2 separate regions of the Macaca mulatta genome follow, and region 1 is linked to region 2. Evidence: chromatin contacts called from public Hi-C data. All regions are on one chromosome and are shown on one strand. Each heading gives the region's core, a stretch centred on a gene start, on an enhancer-like site or on the middle of the called end of the contact. The rest is flanking DNA. Distances are from core to core; before and after follow the strand shown.

Evidence for each region. Hi-C and Micro-C count contacts between places; a contact is called where the count stands out from the background.
Region 1: a Hi-C map of liver shows a contact between it and region 2, with 3 times the contacts expected there. The contact joins the promoter of PICK1 here to the promoter of DMC1 in region 2. A contact is called at or near these places in 3 of 14 Hi-C or Micro-C datasets (CD4 T cells, fetal cortical plate and liver).

The regions. Positions count from the first base shown.
Region 1 is chr10:13,444,459-13,449,996 of T2T-MMU8v2.0, reverse strand. It overlaps PICK1 (protein interacting with PRKCA 1), which reads left to right and starts at 4,067. Exons shown (of 13, transcript NM_001265891.1): 1 at 4,067-4,194; 2 at 4,362-4,459. The coding sequence starts at 4,419.
Region 2 is chr10:12,960,624-12,965,592 of T2T-MMU8v2.0, reverse strand. It overlaps DMC1 (DNA meiotic recombinase 1), which reads right to left and starts at 2,687. Exons shown (of 14, transcript XM_001094012.5): 1 at 2,534-2,687; 2 at 369-452. The coding sequence starts at 419.

The DNA of each region.
Region 1 (5,538 bases), core at 2,818-5,317, 480 kb before region 2:
AATCTTGGCTCACTCCAACCTTTGCCTCCCGCATTCAAGCAATTCTCATGCCTCAGCGTCCCAAGTAGCTGGGACTACAGGCATGTGCCACCACGCCTGGCTAATTTTTTGTATTTTTAGTAGAGACGGGGTTTTGCCATGTTGGCCAGGCTGGTTTTGAACTCCTGACCTCAGGTGATCCACCCACCTTGGCCTCCCAAAGTGCTGGGATTAGAGGTGTGAGCCACTGTGCCCAGCCTGTCTTCCTCTTTTTAACTACTATCTTGGGAGGATCATCATCCTCACTCCACAGACACCAAGGCTCAGAGACAAAGGGTGACTTTTCCAAGGTCCTCCAGCTAAAAGAACGGAGCTGGGATTTGAAATGGAGTCACCCTGGGCTAGGGGAGCTCCAAAATTCAGGACCTAGACATGGCCTGGTGATTCCAGCCTTGTGGAGGAAACGGGCCACTGCTACTGTCCCTGTTGAGGCCCTCCTCATCTCTTCTCTGAGACATCCAACCCTCTTGACTCCCTCTGCCCATCCAAGTCCTCTCTTCCTGGACCCAGAGAAAGTCTCGTCTCATACTAAAGCTGCAGCGATTTCTGCAAGCACTAGATTTGCAGCCAGGTATGTGCTGGACTTTGTGGGCAATTCAGAGAAGGGCAAAACAGAGCACCTGCCCCCCGACCAGGGGCTTCCTGTCCAGCTGGAAAGACAACAAGTGCTTATTTGGGTGACAGAATAAGGTACTTGAATGTTCTTTTCCATCAAATAGATTCCTGGTCCCAACCAGACCCCCTCAATTGACTGGGACATGTTCCTCTGCTGTGTGGGCTGATTTCGGTGACCCCCTCTGCTAAAAAAGCTAAGCGGATTGTGACATTTTCACACCAACAGGTATTACAAAGCAATCCAATTTCCTTTTTCTTGTCTGTCACAATGACACCTGTTGATGAATTCCAAGTATCCTACGGAAGATGGGGGTGCCAGAGATTAGAAAGTAAGTAGAGAAAGAGGCCGGGTGTGGTGGCTCACACCTGTAATCCTAGCACTTTGGGAGGCCGAGGTGGGTGGATCATCTGAGGTCAGGAGTTCGAGACCAGCCTGGCCAACATGGTGAAACCCCATCTCTACTAAAAATACAAAAAATTAGCTGGGCACAGTGGTGGGGGCCTGTAATTCCAGCTACTCAGGAGGCTGAGGCAGGAGAATTGCTTGAACCCGGAGGCAGAGGTTGCAGTGAGCTGAGATCATGCCATTGCACTCCAGCCTGGGCGACAAGAGCGAGACTCCATCTCAAAAAAAAAAAAAAAAAAAAGAAAAAAAAAGAAAAAGAAAGAAAAAAGAAAAAACATTGCAAAAATTAGCCAGCGTGGTGGCAGGCGCCTGTAGTCCCAGCTACTTGGGAGGCTGAGGCAGGAGAATCACTTGAACCCAGGAGGCAAAGGTTGAAATCAGCTGAGATTGTGCCACTTCACACTCCAGCCTGGGTGAAAGAGCAAGACTCCATCTTAAAAAAAAAAAGTCAGTAGAGAAACAGAATACAAGAAGAGGGACATGGAGAAGCGTTTTATAATTTATCAAACTGTGAGCTCTAAGCCCCACATTTAAAGGGGATAAAAACCTTGCCAGACAGAATACAAGCATGTAATAAATTAATCACTGCAGAATTGGCTCAGGAAAACCATGAAGAGATTTCACAAGGCAAATACACAGCAAATTGCTGAACGAATGATTCAAATAGCAATTGCTCAGGAGCTCAGAAAAGGGAGCAAGATATATGAGCTGAGATCGTCTGCTAAGCCTGCCGGGAAGAGGTGAATTAGAGCGGAGCCTGCAGGCAACGGCTGAACAAGGCAGCAAAGAGGGGCATCTTCCCCAACCTGGGAAGAAAGGCCAGAGTGGGTAGGGGGTTTTGAGGTCAGAGTGACAGCTGTGCCAAGCAAATTGTTTACAAAGCATTCACACCTGTTTTTCCTTCTAATCTTTTGTTTTTGAGATGGGGTCTGGCTCTGTCACCCAGGCTGGCCTGCAATGGCGCAATCTCGGTTTACTGCAACCTCCACCACCTGGGTTCAAGGATTCTCCTGCCTCAGCCTCCTGAGTATCTGGGATTACAGGTGCATACCACGACGCCTGGCTAATTTTTGTGTTTTTAGTAGAGACGGGGTTTCACCATGTTGGCCAGGCTGGTCCAGATATATGATCCAGATCTTATACCAACTCCTGACCTCATGATGCACACTCCTCGGCCTCCCAAAGTGCTGGGATTACAGGCATGAGCCACCTCGCCCCAGCCTCTCCTTTTAATCTTGACTTTCACAAATACCTGGTGGCAGGCGTCATTTCCCCATTCTACAGGTACCCGAGGCTCAGAGTGAGACAGTGACTTACTCAAGACCTCCCAGCTACAAAATGGCAGAGCCTGGGCTTGAGCTAGCATCGTCATGGGCCGGAAGAGCCACAATCCATGTTGAGGCACCTGGGTTTGGAGACCGCTGCCTTTTTTTTTTTTTTTTTTTTTTTTTTGAGATGGAGTCTTGTTCTGTCGCCCAGGCTGAGTGCAATGGCCTGATCTCAGCTCACTGCAACCTCCCTCTCCCATTTTCAATTCTCCTGCCTCAGGCTCCCGAATAGCTTGGATTACAGGTGTGCCCCACTGCACCTGGCCTTAGACTGCTGCTTTTTGAAACCAAAATTCTGGCCTGGAAACAGAGCTTGGTTTTTCCAACCCTTGCCCTGCCGCTATGATACCAGAGGAAGAGGCTTCCCTGGGCCTCAGTTTCCTTGCCTGCACAATGTGGCTGGCAAGACTTGGTCTCCTCTCACAGGGTGATGGTGAGCTTTAAAATCCTGTGAAAGTGATCTGACTGGAGAGCAGTGGACAGTGGGAAGGCTGTTGCTGTCACGGCATTCTGCACATCTGTCCAGACTCAATTAGCCACCTAAGGAGAGAGTAGGGTGGGGCTTCCATCGGCCGTGGGATATGTGGACAATCATCCTTCTATATCTTTCCTCCATGGCTCCTGGGGCAGCTGGGGAAGCAAGCTGGATGGGCCTGGCCCCATGCTGCCGGGTGAGGTGGATGCCTGGCTGTGGCTCTAGGAGAGCCACCCTCCCTCAGGGAACCCACTTTACACAGTAGCAGTGGCAGCAGAGGCTGGCGAGGAGACAAGATTCGGACTTTTCAATTGGGGAGCACTGAGAGCATTTCCCGAGCCTCAGATACATGGGGACTGTGACCCTCCCTGGGACCCCAGTTAGGCTGCTCCTCAGGACTAAGGAAGGAGGAGGGGGTGTGAGAAATCTTTCACCATATACCATAGAAAGCATTTACCTCAATGGCCTTAGTTTACCTATGGGGAAACTGAGGCACATAAAGGGAAGGGAGCATGTCCAGTCTGTCCTTAATTGTAAGACCCACTGAATACACCTCTCCTGGCTCTTTGTTTAGTGTTTGGACATTCAAAGACCCCTAGACTAGGCGGCGGGAGTTTCAGGGCCACGATCCAGATCTTACACCAACTGTGTGTGGCCCCGCACAAAATCACTCCCTGCTCTTTGGCACTTAAGTTGGCGAAACTGGGATGGGCTGGGACCTCAAAGGGCCGTTCTAGTAGGGGAGTCACAGGCCCAGGTGGTGAAGGGGTGAAAGGGCATGTCTCGCGGTTTATAGTCCACTGAGCCTCGCCGGAGGTAACCCCAGCTCAGGGATGCTTTCGTTGCCATGGCAACCGCCGGGTAGGCGCGGGCCCCTGCGTGCGGCTGAAGAAGTTGGGACCAATCCTGCCCTTCCCAAGATGGCGGCGGCAGCAGGGCAAAGGGCGGGGTTAGATGCTGTCAGCCTGTCCAGACCTTTCCTCTGTTTTCGCTTGTTCCTACTAACGGCGAGCTTCCGCCAATACTTGTTCTTGTTCTTGGTTCCGAGCGTCCCGAGAGCCGGGAAGGGAAGGATTGTCTGCAGGGATTGGAGCAAATATCCAGTGTGGGAAAAGGCGGGACTTCCGCGTCCTGCCGGAAGTGACGTGACAGTAGCGGCCACCGCCAGGTGGAACGGCAGGTGGGTTCAGGTACCAGCCTGGCCCGGACCCGGTTGTGGTACCAACGCTTCCGGTGAGCGACAGAGGCAGCTCCTCAGGGCCTGGAGACCCGTGGGGCGGGCTCTGGGATCTGAGCCTATCGCCCTGGCCTGGAGTCCCCCTTTGTACCTAGTAAGAATCACCTACCCAGCCCCCCACCCGGAGACTGTCCCATCCCACTCCAGAGGGGAAGAGGAGGGCCCTGCTGTCCCGTATGAGGGTGATGGAGGGAGGGGTGGCGTTGGCATTTATGCACTTCGGTTCCCTAAATCCTATGCTCCTTTCTCTCCCGGATCCAGTTCCCCATTCCCCTACCGAGCTGGGCAGTTAGCCAGCCCACTCCAACTCTCGGAACCATGTTTGCAGACTTGGATTATGACATCGAAGAGGATAAACTGTGAGTATTTTATTCCCCCAAGTTCCAGCAGTGTAGGAGCCCCAAGTTTCTCATTTCCCAGGACTTCCCAGTCCCACAAAGCCTTGCTTCTCAGCGGTGGATCAGGTGTTGTACTGAAGCAGCAACGGACCCTGCTTTCCCAGGAGCTCACTATTTGTAGGGGGCTGTGGACAGTTAAAAGGATAATCACAGCTCAGTGCCGTAAGGGCACTATTAGCATGACTTGGTGACAAGAAGAGCAAAGCAGATGGAGCAGTGCTTCTGCTGGGGTGGTCAAGGAAAGCTTCATGGAGGAGGTAGCAATTGAACCAGGTTTTGAAGGTTTAATAGGAATATTGTAGACACACCTTCTTTCCCAACATAGATCGTTAGTAGGACAGATTTTCAAACATTAGATTTGTCTTCCCATTAGAATATATCCTCTTTCAGATCAAGGAGTGGGTGCAATGCCTTGCTCTGTGCTCAGCACTTAGTAAGGGGCTTGACATCAGTAGGTTGTTAGCAAATTTTTTTGAATGAATAAGTGAATCAGCGTGAGTACTTACCATAAAACACCAGTCAATGCTAATTTATAGTGGAAACTGAGAGGTAATTGAGCAGTTGAGAGGTGGGAGGTAGATGGTTTAATAGAGGAAGACTCCTTGGAGTAGGTGGCCGTCATATTCCATAGATGCCTGATAAGGTGACAAGGACAGAACCTGGCTCAAATCTCAGAGATCGAATAAATGAAAGGGAAGGGAGACCTGTTTTTATGGAGTGCCTGCTGTGGACTGGGTTGCTGTTAGCGCCCTCCATGCATGGTTAGAAGAACTCTGATAAGGGTGCTCATCCCCATTTTATGGATGAAGAAATTGAGATGCTTGGGTAAGAGGGTGACTTACCCAAGTCCCATAGCTGGCTGGGCATGGTGGCTAACGCCTGTAATCCCAGCACTTTGGGAGGCTGAGGCAGGCGGATCACCTGAGGTCAGGAGTTAAAGACCAGCCTGGCCAACATGGTGAAACCCCGTCTCTACTAAAAATACAAAAAATATTAGCCAGGCATGGTGGCAGGCGCCTGTAGTCCCAGCTACTCCGCAG
Region 2 (4,969 bases), core at 1,438-3,937:
CCTCCCTAAAATTTTGAAACCTTTACCCAAAGGACTGGAACAACATTTGACCTATTTTAAATATGTTTTCTCAACCCTCTTCCCCTCCAGATCCTAAACTCCTTCCTCTAGGACCAGGCTGCTATTCGGTACCAGTGTATACAGGTATCAGTATGGCCATACCAGCTGTTAAGTTATTAAAATACTTTCATACCAGTTGCTAAGTAGCTAATCTTAGCATCCTTGCCAAACAAGTTGTTGCATATTTGCAATATATAACTATGTGTTATTTCTACTTTCAGTTTCTAAAAATAGTAGCTAACAGAGAAGGAACTTGATTTTTGTGGAATGACCGAATATCTATGTATCTTTCAACATTCTAGTCATACCTCTTCATCTTGGAATCCTGGTTCTTCCGCCACAACTTGATCCTCCTTCATGTTGAAAGGTGAGCAAAAGAAAAATAATCACTTCTGGGAAAAAAAGAAATATTATGTAAGAAGTAGTCCTTTGTCCAGGGGCCTCTGATTTCATTTCAAAGTCACCAAGGACTAGAAGGACAATAAGAGAAGCATTTAACTTGGAAAGACTAGGCCAGTCTATCTTCTTTCTGTGAGGCATGTGGCATTATTTCTTGTGTGTGTGTTTGTGTGTGCATGTGTGTGTGTGCGTGTCCCCACATGCACACAGGTGCCTGAGGGGCAAATTGGGGGGTGATTAGTTTCTTCTCTTTCCCCAATAGTGATCACTTATCATCTGGTTTCCATTGCACAGCTAATCATGACTTTATTACTGCCTTGAAATGTTATTTAAGGCCGGGCGCGGTGGCTCAAGCCTGTAATCCCAGCACTTTGGGAGGCCGAGACGGGCGGATCACAAGGTCAGGAGATCGAGACCATCCTGGCTAACATGGTGAAACCCCGTCTCTACTAAAAATACAAAAAAACTAGCCGGGCGAGGTGGCGGGCGCCTGTAGTCCCAGCTACTCGGGAGGCTGAGGCAGGAGAATGGCGTAAACCCGGGAGGCGGAGCTTGCAGTGAGCTGAGATCCGGCCACTGCACTCCAGCCTGGGCGACAGAGCGAGACTCCGTCTCAAAAAAAAAAAAAAAAGAAATGTTATTTAAAATTGCTTATTGCTTTTAATCTTTCTTGTTTATGTTTAACAACAAAACTCTAAGAACCTTGACAATATATCATTCTTCCTTGTGTCCTCCCTGGCACCTCCAACTTTGTCCTCAATAAATGGATTTTATTTTTCTCATCTATGATGAATGCCTTCCTGTCTGCTGATTATGAATGGGTACTCCTGTAACACCTACCTTTTTGTTTCATAGAACATTAGCTATACTTTCTTTCACAGTATTTACTAGTTTCATGATTTTTTTTAAGATTTAAAAATATGGTGGGCCGGGCGCGGCGGCTCACTGCCTGTAATCCCAGCACTTTGGAAGGCCAAGAAGGGCAGATCACAAGGTCAGGAGTTCGAGACCAGCCTGGCCAAACCCCGTCTCTACTAAAAATACAAAAAAAATTAGCCGGGCATGGTGGTGGGCGCCTGTAATCCCACCTACTTGGGAGGCTGAGGCAGGAGAATCGCTTGAACCTGGGAGGCGGAGGTTGCGGTGAGCCGAGATTGCGCCACTGCACTCCAGCCTGGGCGACAGTAAGAGGCTCAGTCTCAAAAAAAAAAAAAAAAAAAAAAAAAAAAAAAAAAAATTGGTGGATCATAATATTATAGTAAGGCTGATAAGCAGTTAAAGTTTTTAACATTGTAGACCCAAAGAGAAATCTCAGGAATCCACAAGGCGTGATTGTGTTTATTACAATAAAATGCGGTACAAATAATCATTTTTCTTGGTCGATTCCATTTCCTCATTTGATACCAAAGTCAGGGGTTGGACCTTAGAACAAAGGGAACGAACTATTAATACGAAGGCAGGAGCAGGGTCCTACCACCCAGCACCTCAAACCGCAAAGGATGGAAGGCAACCGAGACCGTTCGGATGGGATCTTCGGGGACACTGTCCTTCAGATGGCTAGCTATGAGTACCCCAATTCCACATTTACTGCCCCCATCGAAGAAAAAAACATCCATTTCTTCTCCCCGTGATGAAATGAAAAGATTGTCCCCCATCTCTCAAAGAGCCGTCGATGGACTGAACGGTTGGCTTGAAGGCAGGGCTCCCCAATCCCCCGGTTTAAGACCACCCAGCTGTCCCCTCTGGTGGGGGCAGCAGCGCGGTCGGGTCGCCCTCGACGCCTCCCTCAACAGGAGGCCTGGGCAGACCCCGTGCGGCCGCCGGACATTTTCCTGACAGGGGATTCCCTGGTCAGGAGGATGAGGCGGGCTCTCCTAGACTTAGGTCCGATTAGATTGAAAATAAGGAGGTTGGAAATCCCTCAAGGTCACTAAAATTCCTCCCCAGGGGTCGGAGCGGAACGCTCAGAGTCGCTAGCCCGGGAACCCCAAAAAAAAGAGCGAGAAAGGGAAGCGCGCCTTCTCAAAACGAGCGTCCGCTCAGTCTTCGCACGCTGTCCGTTTATGCCACTTACCCCCCTCGTACCCACAGTCTCCCCGAGATTTTCAAGGTGAAGCCCCTCTGCCCCCGCCCGACCTTTCCAGTCCTCAGCTGACAGGATTCTAACTCGGGCCCAGAACGCGGAGCCTGGAAACCCGCGCGCCGTTGACCACAGGATTTGGCGCCAAATGAGGAAGGCGGGGCGAGGACCAAGGGGCCGGGGCGGGGCGCAGCCTGAGGAGGCGAGGTGAGGGTGGAAGGGCGGGGAGCGGGCGGGCCCACAGGGGGCGACGCGGGGAGGGGAGCTATGGGGGCGGGGCGAAGAAGGAGGGGCGGGGGAAGAGCGGGCTCACAGTTGGGGGAACCAGAGGGCGTGGCCTGCAGGGGGCGTAGCGAGGGGAGAGTCGGGGCAGGGCGCAGGGCGAGGGGGCGGGGCGAGGACTGAGGGGCGGGAAACCAAGAGGAGCCTCCGGCGCGTGGCGCGCTGAGGTGAGGGAGTGAGGGAGGGGCGCTGTGGAGGGAGCGCCCTGAGGAGCGGGGCCTTGAAGGGAGGAGACCGTTGAGCTGGGGCGTCCCTCGAACTGAGCACCTCGCTAAAGTCCGGGAGAGGACCCTGAGGCAAGGGTTCTGAGGAGGACGCCTTGAATCGGGGGAGGGGCGCTGAGCAGAGGTGGCTGACGTTGGCAATAGGTCTTGGTCGCGAGGGTCGCAGATGGAGCCTTGGGTTAGAAGGTCGAATCCGGGCCCCTTTCCCCCCGCCGCCGCTGCCCGTGACTTCTCTTTCGCCTCCGGGTTTTCATGCCTGGCTTCAGAGTTTGGCCGTGCTCCCTCAGCGTTCCTAATTTCCCACTTTCTGACTCTCACCATTTGCCACTCTTGTCTGTGATTGAGATACCCAAGGCCCATTCAGGATGGAGAGTAATTTTTTTCTCTGTCTTAACTTGAAGTTTTAAATAGACCACAGACGCCAAGTATATTTTGGTTCGGCTTTTAAATAGAAGTCGCAGGCCAGCCTTCGTGCCAGCAGCGCCATCGCTGGCAGCGTCCTCCTCCTCCCCTCACGCGGAGACTGACTTGAGGAGAGTCAGGAAACATTTGAGAGAGCAGCTGCCGAGGTGGAGGCTGTGATGTATCTTGGATGAATCTCTGTGCAAACAGTTCTTTGGGTTCAAGACCTAGTACAGGGCGATCCTTTTTTGTTTTTTCTGTCTGAATCATTTTGCTGGAATAAATAGCAAAACATTCCCACAATAGCAGTTGGCATTTTTGTGTAGGACGCTCCCCCGCCCCCAACAGGTGGATCGTTTCAAGATCCAACAAATAACTGCCATTGTGCTTCCAAATCTGTTATTTTCGCCCAAACATAGCCGTCCCTGTTATATGGAAATGAATGCCCATTTGGGGAAGGAACTGGATAGTGATGAAAGGCTTTCACTCTGAGGCCTCACCTAAATAATTATGGGAACTTTTGAGCAACTCGTTAGGTGAAGACATCAACAGTCTACAGAAGAGCTGCAAAGAGCACAGCAAGATGATTTAGGGAAATATAACATATGTAGTTTGGTGTAGTGACAGCTGGGAGAGAGAAATGTTCATAATATTTGAAGGTTGTGTGCAGTACACTTAAAGAAACTAAAATGAGCTGGGTAATGACAAATTCATGAAGGGAGGAGAAAGATCTTATTTGGGTATCATATTGATGGTGAGAGACAACTTTTAAAATGTTTAAAACAACAACAAACTCTGGGGCAGTTAAAAAGTGCACATGAAGACCTTTCCACTCAAATCGGAACCAAAAAAAATTAGTCTTTCGTATCATACAAAAACTCTGAATATCATGAAGGTGGCATTTCAAATCAGTGGAGAAATGATGAATTCAGTGAATAGTGTTAGAACAACTAGGTAACCATCTGGAAGAAAAATAAAATTGGAACCACACTTTACACATTATACCAAAATAAATTCCAGACAGATAAAAAAATTAAATCTGAACAATAAAATAATAAAAGTACTAGAAGAAAATATGGGACATTCAAAATTACTTTGTAATAAGGAACATCTTTTTAAGTATGATACAAAACTCAGAAGCCATGAAAGACTGATAATAAGTGGCTGGGTGCGGAGGCTCATGCCTGTAATCCCAGCACTTTGGGAGTCCAAGGCAGGTGGATCACGAGGTCAGGAGTTCGAGGCCAGCCTGGCCAACATGGTGAATCCCTGTCTCTACTAAAAATACAAAAATTAGCCGGGCATGGTAGCACATACCTGTAATCCCAGCTACTCGGGAGGCTAAGGCAGGAGAATTGCTTGAACCCAGGAGGCAGAAGCTGCAGTAAGCCAAGATCGTGCCACTGCACTCTAGCCTGGGAGACAGAGTGAGATGTCTCAAAAAAAAAAAAAAAAAAGGAAAAGAAAAATTGATAAGTATGCTTATATTTAAAAATATATATCCTGCATGGCAAAATGGTAC